2 separate regions of the Macaca mulatta genome follow, and region 2 is linked to region 1. A link is a contact called in public Hi-C data. All regions are on one chromosome and are shown on one strand. The core of a region is the stretch at or near the end of the contact, and the rest is flanking DNA. Distances in the headings are between cores, read along the strand shown.

Evidence for each region. A called contact is a pair of places that touch in the nucleus more often than the background predicts.
Region 2: a Hi-C map of fetal cortical plate shows a contact between it and region 1, with 1.6 times the contacts expected there. The contact joins the enhancer-like site here to the promoter of LOC114673863 in region 1. A contact is called at or near these places in 2 of 14 Hi-C or Micro-C datasets (fetal cortical plate and liver).

The regions. Positions count from the first base shown.
Region 1 is chr18:83,876,753-83,882,254 of T2T-MMU8v2.0, reverse strand. LOC114673863 reads left to right here and starts at 3,283. Exons shown (of 6, transcript XM_077975103.1): 1 at 3,283-3,349; 2 at 3,446-3,501; 3 at 3,774-3,909; 4 at 5,245-5,502. The coding sequence starts at 3,283. LDLRAD4 (low density lipoprotein receptor class A domain containing 4) reads right to left here and starts at 5,348. Exons shown (of 6, transcript NM_001266659.1): 1 at 5,243-5,348.
Region 2 is chr18:84,039,673-84,044,869 of T2T-MMU8v2.0, reverse strand. All of the region lies in intron 2 of LDLRAD4 (low density lipoprotein receptor class A domain containing 4), which reads right to left. Among named protein-coding and RNA genes, the nearest start is that of LDLRAD4, 170 kb to the right of the region's middle. Within about 2 kb of position 2,254, at least 15 of the 40 cell types and tissues checked have an H3K27ac peak or open chromatin away from gene starts, as enhancers often do. A contact at or near this core is called in fetal cortical plate, where this site is marked.

The DNA of each region.
Region 1 (5,502 bases), core at 2,034-4,533:
ACACTCCTACTGATTGTTGCTTTGTCTTTCTCTCAAGGAACTCAAGGGATAAGGTGGGCAGAGACAAAGCTGCCATGGTCCAGTCCTCAAAACTGAGGCTCTTGCCACAGGCAAGACAGGCAGAGAGCAGAGACTGGGGTTAAAACAGGGGAGGGAGTTGGAGAGGGAGGGCCACAGCGGAGAGGCAAGAGGGACGAAACCCTGAACTTGCTGGCTGGATAGAGTCCCAGTGGGACCTGTATGGGGACAAGAAGAGAATGGTACCCTGCCGGCAAGCGGTCCCAGATGAAGAATTCCTGACCCAGGCCCCACCTCATTTAGGTCCCGGAACCTGGAGCCACGCTGCCTAGGCCTCTCCACCCTTTATTCACACGGTGGTTGACTCTGGGCAATGTCTTGACGTCTCTGTAACATGGGGATGGCAGGAGGACCCACGTCACAGGCCGCTGTGAGGATTAGATTAGTGAGTCAGTGTATGGCAGCCCTCAGAACAGAGCCTGGCACACAGGAGAGGCATAGGAGCACTTGGAGCTGCTATTATCATCTGCCCACGTGCCCTGGTTAGAGGTCAGGGAGCCCTTCGGAGAGCAGCCTGGCCTCCTACAGCCTCTCCGGCGACTGCCTTCGGAAGCAGAGACTTTCCAGCGGAAATTCCCGTGCAGCTCTGTGCACAGGTTGCTGGTCCCTGGGGCCACGGACTCTGAGAACAATGCCTGGCTGTGCACTGCCGGCCCAGCCCTCTTCTGGAGAATCCCAGCAGCCAGGCGGGCAGCACACCAGGAAACCACACGACGTGGCAGAAAGCCTGCCCTCTGCAAACCCCAGAGGCAGGAAGTCGAAGCACATCTGCACAAAGTGTCCTCCTGACACCTGGTTGGAGGATGGCCAGCCAGTGTGAGTGGGAAGGATCTCTTTCTCTCAAGGCCTACCTTCAGGAGATTGTCTAGGTCCTCAGAGCAGATGAGGGCACACACACGCCACTCACACCCACCCGCTTCCCTACCTTAACGCCACTCAGTCGTCCAGTCCCCAAGTCCCATCCACAAAGAGAAGAGCAAATCATCTGGCAGGGGACCCCGGTATGAGGCGGCTTTGTAACATGAGCTGTGTGTCCGCAAACAACTAGGGCAAGACCATTAAGTTCATTACACCTGTCACTCTGCCAGCTGAGCTTCCAAATTGCCCAGATGAAAGTACATTATGCCCAAGGAGTGCCACCCAGGCCCTCCCAGGCCAGTACAGGCTTATCTATCGCAGACAATTTGTTCTCAGTGTCTGCACCTGCAGAAATAACACAACTGTAAACAGCCTGAAACTTGGCTTTGAGATACTTTAGGCCCTGGGCAGCCAAGCACAAAGTTGAGGTCTCCAGGGCAGAAGCTAGGTGCCTGCTTTCCCTGCTCGGAGGAAGAACGGGAGTGTGGACCAGAGGTGGGGCCAGCGCAGGGGAGAAGGCGGAGCAGCCTAGCAAAATAAAGGACACAGAGTTGCTCCTCAGATTCTACTGCCCTGCAGTAGAGCCAAAAATAAAAGCAAGGCACATCCTTCTCATTTCCGAACCGAGGCACAGCATTCTAGGCGGCAGGCAGAGGCCCTCTGCGCAGCTGCCTGCACACCAGGCCCATGAGCGGCGCCCAGCCGGCCGCCGGCTGCAGAGTGCGTTTGCAGTGCAAGCGTGTTGCAGACAGCGGTAATTTATTTATCCCTGTCATGTAACATTAACAATCTGTCTGGAGCTTGGCAAGCACCAACTTGCACTGTCACATAAACTGTCTGACAAACTTAAAGTTTCGTAAATGCTTCTCTTTTTCCAGCAGACAATAAAGCATCCTTTAAAAAAAAAAAAAAAAAAAAAAAAAGTTGTCATCTTTTCTGTTCCTTTTCTCTCTTCCTCTTCCAAAAAAAAAAAAAAAAAAAGGAAGAAAAAGAAAAAAAGGCAACAACAAAAGAACCCATGCAAACAGAAATGATCCCTCAGCAGGACTCTTAACCCTGAACCGCTCGACATTTTTCCGATGCCAAGTAAATGAGTAAATAAATGGATGGGGGGAGTGACGTTGTAGGAGACGGTTGAGAAAGGGGTACAGAGGAAAATCTGGAAAACAAAAGTACAGTCATTAAAAATTAATAAAGGGTGTGGACATGCAGACCCCACCCCCGTCTGCTCATGGGGATTGAGCCAGACACTCTGTGTCCTCGTTAAGTGGAGTCTGGCAGGCTGCCGGAGTGTTAGTGGGTTCTGGGAATGCCAATATATTAACCAGAGGACTTTTTGCATACCCTTTAGAGTTTTTATTCTAGAAAAGTCAACCATTTGGCACAGTGCGGCATTATTTTTGTCCGGGAAAGCTCGCAGCTGCCAATCAAGGGAGAAATTATATCTATGTTCTTTGTAATCTCCAAGACCTATCTGGAAAACAAGCTTGGTGGAAAGAAAAGTCTTCACAAAAACAGCTTAAAAGGCCAAAGTACCATTTTTAGTGGGAACTCAAAGAAAAGCAATCCATTCTTAAATCACACGGATATGTGACAACACAGACATCAATTTCAATTCCTCCTGTGATGGAAAAAAAACGACATTACCTGGAAATTCAAAGCCAATATTTTCAGAGTAATTAATAGTACAGGTACTAGCTTCAGTCCTTTCCTTGCCTAACAACGAAGCAAACAATGCCCCCAAAAAAATCTCCCTAAAAAGTGGCAGGTCTTGTGGCCTAAATTTTCAAATAGTAGGCAGAACCTTTGCATTTCTATTTTGAAACTTAAGATTCACCTCCCATGCACACCCATAATATAGGTCAAGATGTAACTCCAGACTAACACAGTTCACGTAGGCAGAACGTCCCTTTGACATCAGAATATAATGGCTTCCAGGAGATTTTTTCTGAGACCTAAAAAAAGGAAGACACAGAGGGAGATACAGAAGGAGACAGAGAGGAAGGAAGAAAGGAAAGAATAACTTTGGACTACACAGCAATTTTGCCGCTATTCACATTTAATCTCCATGTGCCCCTACACATTCCGTTAAATATTTCCAAAAATGTTTCCAGGTTAAAATGGTATGCTCTTCTTCTACACTGTTTTATCACTTCTTGAGTGATAACTTATTTTCCCTTCTCTATTAACTCTTACAGAGAAAGAAGGACACATCACAGAGATTGCATAAGCCCAGATTCCAAAGAAAAATGAGAAGAAACATGGCAAGGACTACCAGAAAGATCGGAGCAGTCTACAATTGCAAGGATCCTGCCCGGAGCCCTGAGGTGGCTTTGGTTTTGCGTGATGACGTACAGCAGTCGCCTCCCACACACCACCACAAGGAGACTTGATGCCGGCTACATGCAAAGAGGTCAGCAGCTCAGGGGTCTGTCTCTGCTGGACCGCCTGCCAGAAACTATCCACAAAGAGCAAAACTGACTCTCCTCTGACCTTGTTTCCCTATCAGACAGGGACGTTACCCTGCAGCAGCCCAGAGGAAAACCAGAGAGCGTCCCAGGAGCTGTGAGGCTGATCTGCCAGGCTGCTAAGTCAACCAAGACTACAGCACAGTCCCAAACTGTAAACACCTCTGCAGACGGGCCCTTGCTCTCCGCATGCCAGGAAAGAAAACTATTCTTAGAACACTGTCAGCAGTTGGGGGAAAATAAATATTGTCTATGTATGTATATACTCCAGTGGGAGTGGGGTGGGGTGGAGGAGTCTCAAATAATGTGCCAACAAATTGGCACAAAATCCCTTAATAAGCAGCTGGCACTGGCTGTGTTCCACTGCAGGGCTGTGGTCTTGCAATCCAAGCCCACGAGAGGATTCAAGAGGCAGTCCTAAAAACCTGCCGGGAAGTCTTCTCCAATGTAAATACAAACCTACACGAACCAGGACCATGGCCAACAGTGGCAAGCCCTTCCAAGGGTAACAGCAGAACGTTAAGAAATTAGGGAGGTCTTTTAAAACAAGGGAGGAAGGTAGCTACAATTCCATTACAGCAAATCCCTTACTGGCATTTACATTCCCAGCCCTAATTCCTAACAGTGTGTTCAACGTCAATAGCAAAATGAAGCTCTTAAGAAGAATTAAGCTTTCAAAGATCATAAGGAAGTTAGCCCCCTGTTTTCAAAAGCACTGCTTAGAAAGGTCCATCAAATAACATTTCAAGGGTTGATGGGAAACCAAGTGTAATTCAATAAATATACATGGGTAATACTCAGATGTCCTCATTTGTCTATGTAATGACTCAGATTTGACACTACGATCTTTGACTGAACACAAAGACTGTATTCCAGAAGAACTGTGCAGAGTACAAAGGCAGAGTTACAGCTGACAATACACTCGAGTTAAAGACTCAAAAAGACAATACTCATATACAGAATTCAGACATGACTTGATGCACTGGCAGTCTCCCTGTGCATACTTTGCAGAACCTTCTGTCATTCAATACTCAGTCCTGAAGCTCCAGGGCAGATACAGAGACGAGAATGCCATTCTTGGCTAGCCAAACCGGCAGAAAGGACCGTTTTTAAAGGGAAGCTTCCCAGCACTAGCCCTTCGAGAAGGCACCAACCCTATACCAGCCACAGGACCCTATTTTTGAGAGTCAGTGCTGCTCACCGTCTCTATCCACCTCTACTGCAAATAACTTACTAATACAAGCGCTCAGAACCCACGTTCTGCACAGCTACTCTTACCTCACATCCCACAACGCCTAACACATAGTAGGCCCTCAATAAATATGTATTGCAAGGATAATTAACATTTAGAAAGCAGCGCTGGTCCAAGGATGAGAAGATGCCAAAATAATTAGAAAAGAGAAAAAGAGAAGGGAATAGACCAGGACAGAGGAAAAGAAAAGAAGTAAATCAAAATTATGCAATTCTAGCTAATTAAAAAATTTCGGGGGGAAAATAAAAATCACACTAGTTCACGTGGCTAGGGGCACACAGCAATCATTCCTGCGCCTGGGCAGAGCTAAGGAGCCCCGCTTGCTTTAAAGAGCTTCTCGCTGCCCTGACTGGCGACGAGGTGTCCCTCCAGGTAGGTGACCCAAGAACATGGTGCCCTCGGATGCGCCTTCTGCCGGGGCCGCCCACCCACCACGCGTCCCTGTCGTCCTGAAAACCTCTGCCTCATCGGGAAAACCCCTCCTTTTCCAATTAAAAAAAAAAAGTTTAAAAACAAGCAAATGCCCTCTCCGCCACGACAGCGATTTAACCCACGCCGAGCCCACTGTCTTCCACCGCGTACTCACAGGGCGCGCCCCCAGGCCCACCGGGCGGCGCACCGGGCAGGGGTCCCAGGAAGCCTCCTGCAGGCTGCGCAGCGCAGACCCCGGCACAAAGGCAAGCGCCGGGCCGGGCTGGGTGCTCGTCGCTTCCTGTTTATTCCACGGTGAGGGGCAGAAAGAAATTCAACGCACGCCTGCTTCCTCCGCGGCTCTGAGACCCAGCCTGAGTGCAACAGCAGCCGCCCGAGACAATCGACTTCCCAGCCAATGCCGGGAGCTCCGGG
Region 2 (5,197 bases), core at 1,005-3,504, 160 kb before region 1:
CGGCCTAGTCCGTTCATGTTGGTGAAACAACTTTGTCTGACCACAGAAATCCAAGGAGGTGCGTATTTCAGCAGGTGTCTGAAGGACAGAACGCAAAACGGTGCTGTCTGAGGTTGGCCCTGGCGCCGATGTCACCGGCCGCTGGCAGGTCCAAGAGTGTGACGGAGGAGCTCCTGGGTGTGTTTGCCCAACATCGAACGCCACCTGCGGGGCCCGCGCACCAAGCCTTCGACGGGCAGTCCCGACTCCATGCACCTGCAGGGAGCACCGAGAGCGCGTCCCGACTTCCTGCGAGGCAGGATGTGAAAGTATCTGTCCCCAGGAGCAGCTGTCACAGAGGGCAGAGAACCCAGGGGAAGGCTGCCTGGTCTCTAACTAATGGGGCCACAAACCCCACCGCTGTGTTCTGGAGGCCTCCGGCCAAGTATGAAGAGTTCATTAGACCAATTTCCACTGCCTTGGTAACACAGGCCCGTGCGTGTGCTCTCACACAGGAAAAGCAAGCGAGGGTTATTCATGGGGAACGCACCCCAGACGGGTACCGTGCGTCCCGCCAGGCAGCCCAGGCAGCGGTGAGGACTCGTGCCCTCCTGAAGACAGAACGGGCCCCTCTGGAACCGCGTGTGGCCGCGCCGCCTCCCACGGCACCGGAGGCCGAGCGTGTGCTGAGTTTGTGGAGTTTCAGAGGCGTGGATCGGCAGCTGCAGGAGCCGTGTCACCCTGAGCCGTGCCCTCACCCGCAGAAGCAGCTCCTGAGGACACCCAACGCTGAAAGGATCCGTCCGTCTGACACGTCCACCGTCAGATCCAGGCGAGAGAATTCCTGGGATCCACCGAAGAAAACCACAGGACGCCACCGGCAAGAGGGAATGGAACTGCCACGCCTGGCCGCGGACGCCGCCGTTCTTGGGGATGCACGGGCTCTGAGAGGCCTCTCGTGATGCAAGCGACCATCGGTCACGCCAGCTCGACCGCCTGAGCGACCACCGGCCACGCCAGCCCGACCGCCGACGTCCTCTGCACGGAAAGTTGCGTCTTCTTTAGATTTTTCTTTTTCCCGCTCAGAATCTGGCCCTTATTTATTCCCTTCCCCACTGGAGCTGACTAGCAGGAATCGATTTATTCCAACCCCTACTCTGCATGGAGACCTGAGCACGTTTCTTCAGACAGAAGCCAGTGCCCGCAGGGCCCGGGAGGACAGGCAGGGAGGGGCAGCTCTCCCACGACGGACAGCAACCGCGTGCCCAGCCTCCCTCCCAGAGTCTGATGAAGTGAACACAGTTCCCTCAAACAGCAAGAACTGGGGCACTTGATTTCACTCCTCCAGGGAAAGTAAGCTGCGGCCACTTTCACCAAGATAATCTGGGCCGGTGTTCCCCAAGTATCCCCAATACCCCATGCAGTCACCAAAACTACGCTCCATTTTTACTGAAAAACTAAATAATTAACAAACACATTTGAAATCAGGAAACACACATGCCGGTGGACAAGACCAGCGTTGAAGAGCAAGGCGCCAGCCGGAGGGAGGAGACGAGGAGAAGGCCTCCTGCCAGGTGCAGGCTCTCTGGGAGGGAGGAAGAGGGTGCTGTTCCCTGACTGTACAAAAGTAGGGGAGGGAAAAGCAGAGCACCATGACTGCCCCAACAAACTCCACTCCATAAATGAACACCCAGAGAGTTCACTCAGACCAGGGCCTGCTTAAATGAGAATTTAGCATTTTCATCTTCACATACTTACATAGGTCAGCATCACTTTACTTTGTCCTCATCACCACCCCAAGCCTCCCCATCTCACTCGGCTTCTGCCCTGCCCTGACCCACCAGGCCCTCATTTCCAGCCCAGCACACAGAGCCAGCTGTGACTCACTCGCACCGCCGAGCCACAGGGATTCCCCACGTCGGAGAGATCACTCCTATCGAAATGACTCATCTCCTCACTTCCTTTGAATAAAAACATGTTATTATGTTCAATAAAACCATACAAGAAATAATAACTAAAGATGGCATTTAAATAACTTGTACCAACACCTAAAAATGGCTTCCTGGAGGAAAAGGGAATGACGGGCTTTTTCAAGGATATTTTCAGACCTCCTTTTCTCCTCCTTTTCCACCGGCCTCTCCTCCAGATAAGTCCTGGCTGCATTCAGAGCTGCACAGACCCCTGACCTAGAGGTAAACTTGGGCAAAGCAGGTTTTACAGTGAGCACAGAGGCTGCCATCGAAATCTAGAAGCAGTCTAGCTGCTCCACTGCCGTCCCCTTCCCTCCAGTTCCCATGGAAACAGACCTCAGATCGCCAAAAACCGGGTAAAGATAGCACCATGCCCAGTGTTCCCGCAATCTGTTTCCATGGGAACGGGAAGGGAAGGGAGTGGAGGCTGGGTGGCTAGACGCCAGCAAATCTCCATCCCCGTCATGGGGCTGCAGCCGGCACCTCCACACAGGTCCAGGGCCCAGGCGCTCTTTGGGGACGAGACGTCCACTCGGGGATGGAGTCCTAGAGGTGAGGCTCCCAGCAGCTGGACTGTGTCGCGGAAGCTGCTGCAGACTTCCAGACACACCCAGCAGGGGCCTGGCCTTCTCAGTCGCCCCTCAGCCAACAGGGACGACCACTTCAGAGCAGGGGTCCCACGCCCGGCTGGGCGGCAGAATCACTCCAGACCAACTGAATCACTATCTGTTGGGGCTGGTGCGGGACTTGGCAGAGTCTCATCAGCTCCAAAGGTGATTCGGATGCACGGCCGTCTGGGAAACCGATGATCCAGACCAGAGTTTCCTGAGATGAAGGTGCCTGTGAATTCCATGGTATGTGGTGACTGCAGATTCGGTTCAGCAGGTCCGGGCAGGCCCAAGAGGCTGCATGTCCAACCAGCTCCCAGCAGATGCTGACGCTGCTGGGGACCACATTTAATTAGTGAGATTCTAGACTCCAGGGGCTTTGGATCTAGAACCTTCTCCACAGACCAACAATGGACAGACAGCCACTCCTGCATGACAGCTTGCTCCCATCAGCAGCCTGCAGCCCATGGCCCAGCTCTGGCCTCCAGAGGAGCCCGTGTGGGGTCAGGGCTGGGAGAGGTCTGGTCTCCACAGGAGCCCGTGTGGGGTCAGGGCTGGGAGAGGTCTGGTCTCTATAGGAGCCCGTGTGGGGTCAGGGCTGGGAGAGGTCTGGTCTCCACAGGAGCCCGTGTGGGGTCAGGGCTGGAGGGCTCCGGCCTCCATAGGAGCCCGTGTGGGGTCAGGGCTGGAGGGCTCCGGCCTCCACAGCACCCTCCTCTACCTGTGCTATCCCAAGAGACAACCTGTGTGGGTCAGAAGGTAATGGAACAGCCAACATTCACGTGTAATTATCATGACACATGACGTCACTTCCAAGTGTGATTTCTCCAAAAGGTAAAAGCAAATTTCACATGGTTGAGGATCAAACATACACATTTTTTCTAAATATTTCACACATTTCCAAACATTTCCATGGTGGAAATATGTGAAATATTTAGAAAATATTTATAAATGTGGACATATTGTCAAAGAAGAATGGAATTGTACACGTGTCATTTTAAAAGAAATACGAGAATTTTGGAAAACTCTGGAATTTATTATAAAAAAATAAGGTAGCTTTAAAATTCAGTCCAGATGAAAATGTACAGAGTAAAAGTATACTCCACGTTTCAGCTAAAAGTGTGCAGTGTCACAAACAGTAGCATTTATTTCTACACTGAACTGCAAAATACTTTTAAACCACATAAACTGCCAGGTACTATTCAAAAGCAAGTTACTGATTTTCTATCCATTTTGCTTAAATATAAAAGGGGAGCTATTTCAGTTTGTTTCATTAAATACACTGTTTCCTTCAAAAAGCATATATTAATCTTTGAAAATGAAAATACGAGCACAGATCTCAACCATCAATCATTGAATTGTAGTATAAGCTTACTTGAAAAAACAATCTTCTGATTCTAAAAATGCAAAAGAGGAAAAATCAATTATTTCATTAGTCAGCACACAAGCAACAAAGATAGCTAAGCGTTTCTGCACAATCCCGTAACTGTGGGCAGCTAAAGAAAACATTGAACATACAGTCTGTGACGCACATTTTATTTCCACTGAAGCAAAAATACACATATATTTATACATATGTGTATAATGTCATACACAAACTTAAAAAAAGGCCATGAGTTGGTGTTGAGACCCAGTTGCTTTTTAGGTTCCCAATGCATATAAAGCCAGAGCACTACAACTGCTGCGATGAGAAAAGGAAATCAAAACAAGGGATTTCTGCCTTTGCTCAAAAGACACACACACACACACACAACAAATTAAACAGTTGTGGTAGAGGATGCCAAAGGAGTGTGAGCTGTTAAGAGTTCCATTAAAAATGATAAAAATAATTGGGAATAAATACAGAGATGTGCTTACACCCAGCTCCACTGAAATCTGTTAGTCTGCGAGACCCTAGCCAGAAAATCCGTTGTTGATATTTATTGTGTACATGTGTTTACTTTGTGTTTACATGAAGACGCAACTGGAGCCCAGACAGAAAGCTTCCCACAAAGGCCCAGATGGTGAACGGCTCTGCACAGGCCATGCCGCCTCGGCCCCGGCTCCTCTGCTCTGCCGAGAAGACAGGAACGCGGCCCCAACAGAGAACACACACACACACACACACACACACACACACACACACACACACACACACACACACGGTGTGGCCAAGTGCCAATAAAACTTTATTAACACAAACAAGCCCTGGCCAGGACATGGAGCATGAACAGGAAGTGCTGAGCGCTGGACCACACCCTCCTCATCTCCGGGGAAATGCCTTATTCAACTTCATTCCACAGCTTCAGGGAAGGGAGGGGAAACCCCCGCAGAACCGGCTTCTCAGTTCTGTTTCTCAGTCACCCGGAGGAGCCTCCAGGACACCCGGACGGCCTCGCGTTCCCAGCACGCCCATCCCAGCTCCGTACAGCTGCCACCGATTGACATAAATAGTTGCTTGTTGTGTGCCATTTTGTTCTCTGTTTTTCTTGCATTCATCTTGTCTCTTTCATTTCTTCTCATAGTTCCAAGGGGCAAGATGTTTTTATTTGCATTTTCCCTTAGAATTTAGCTTAGGGTTCAGCAAAAGATACTGCTGACAAGCAAATCCTCTCTTCCTCTCAAAAGGCAGGTAGAAGTCAGGAAAAAAACTACAGCACC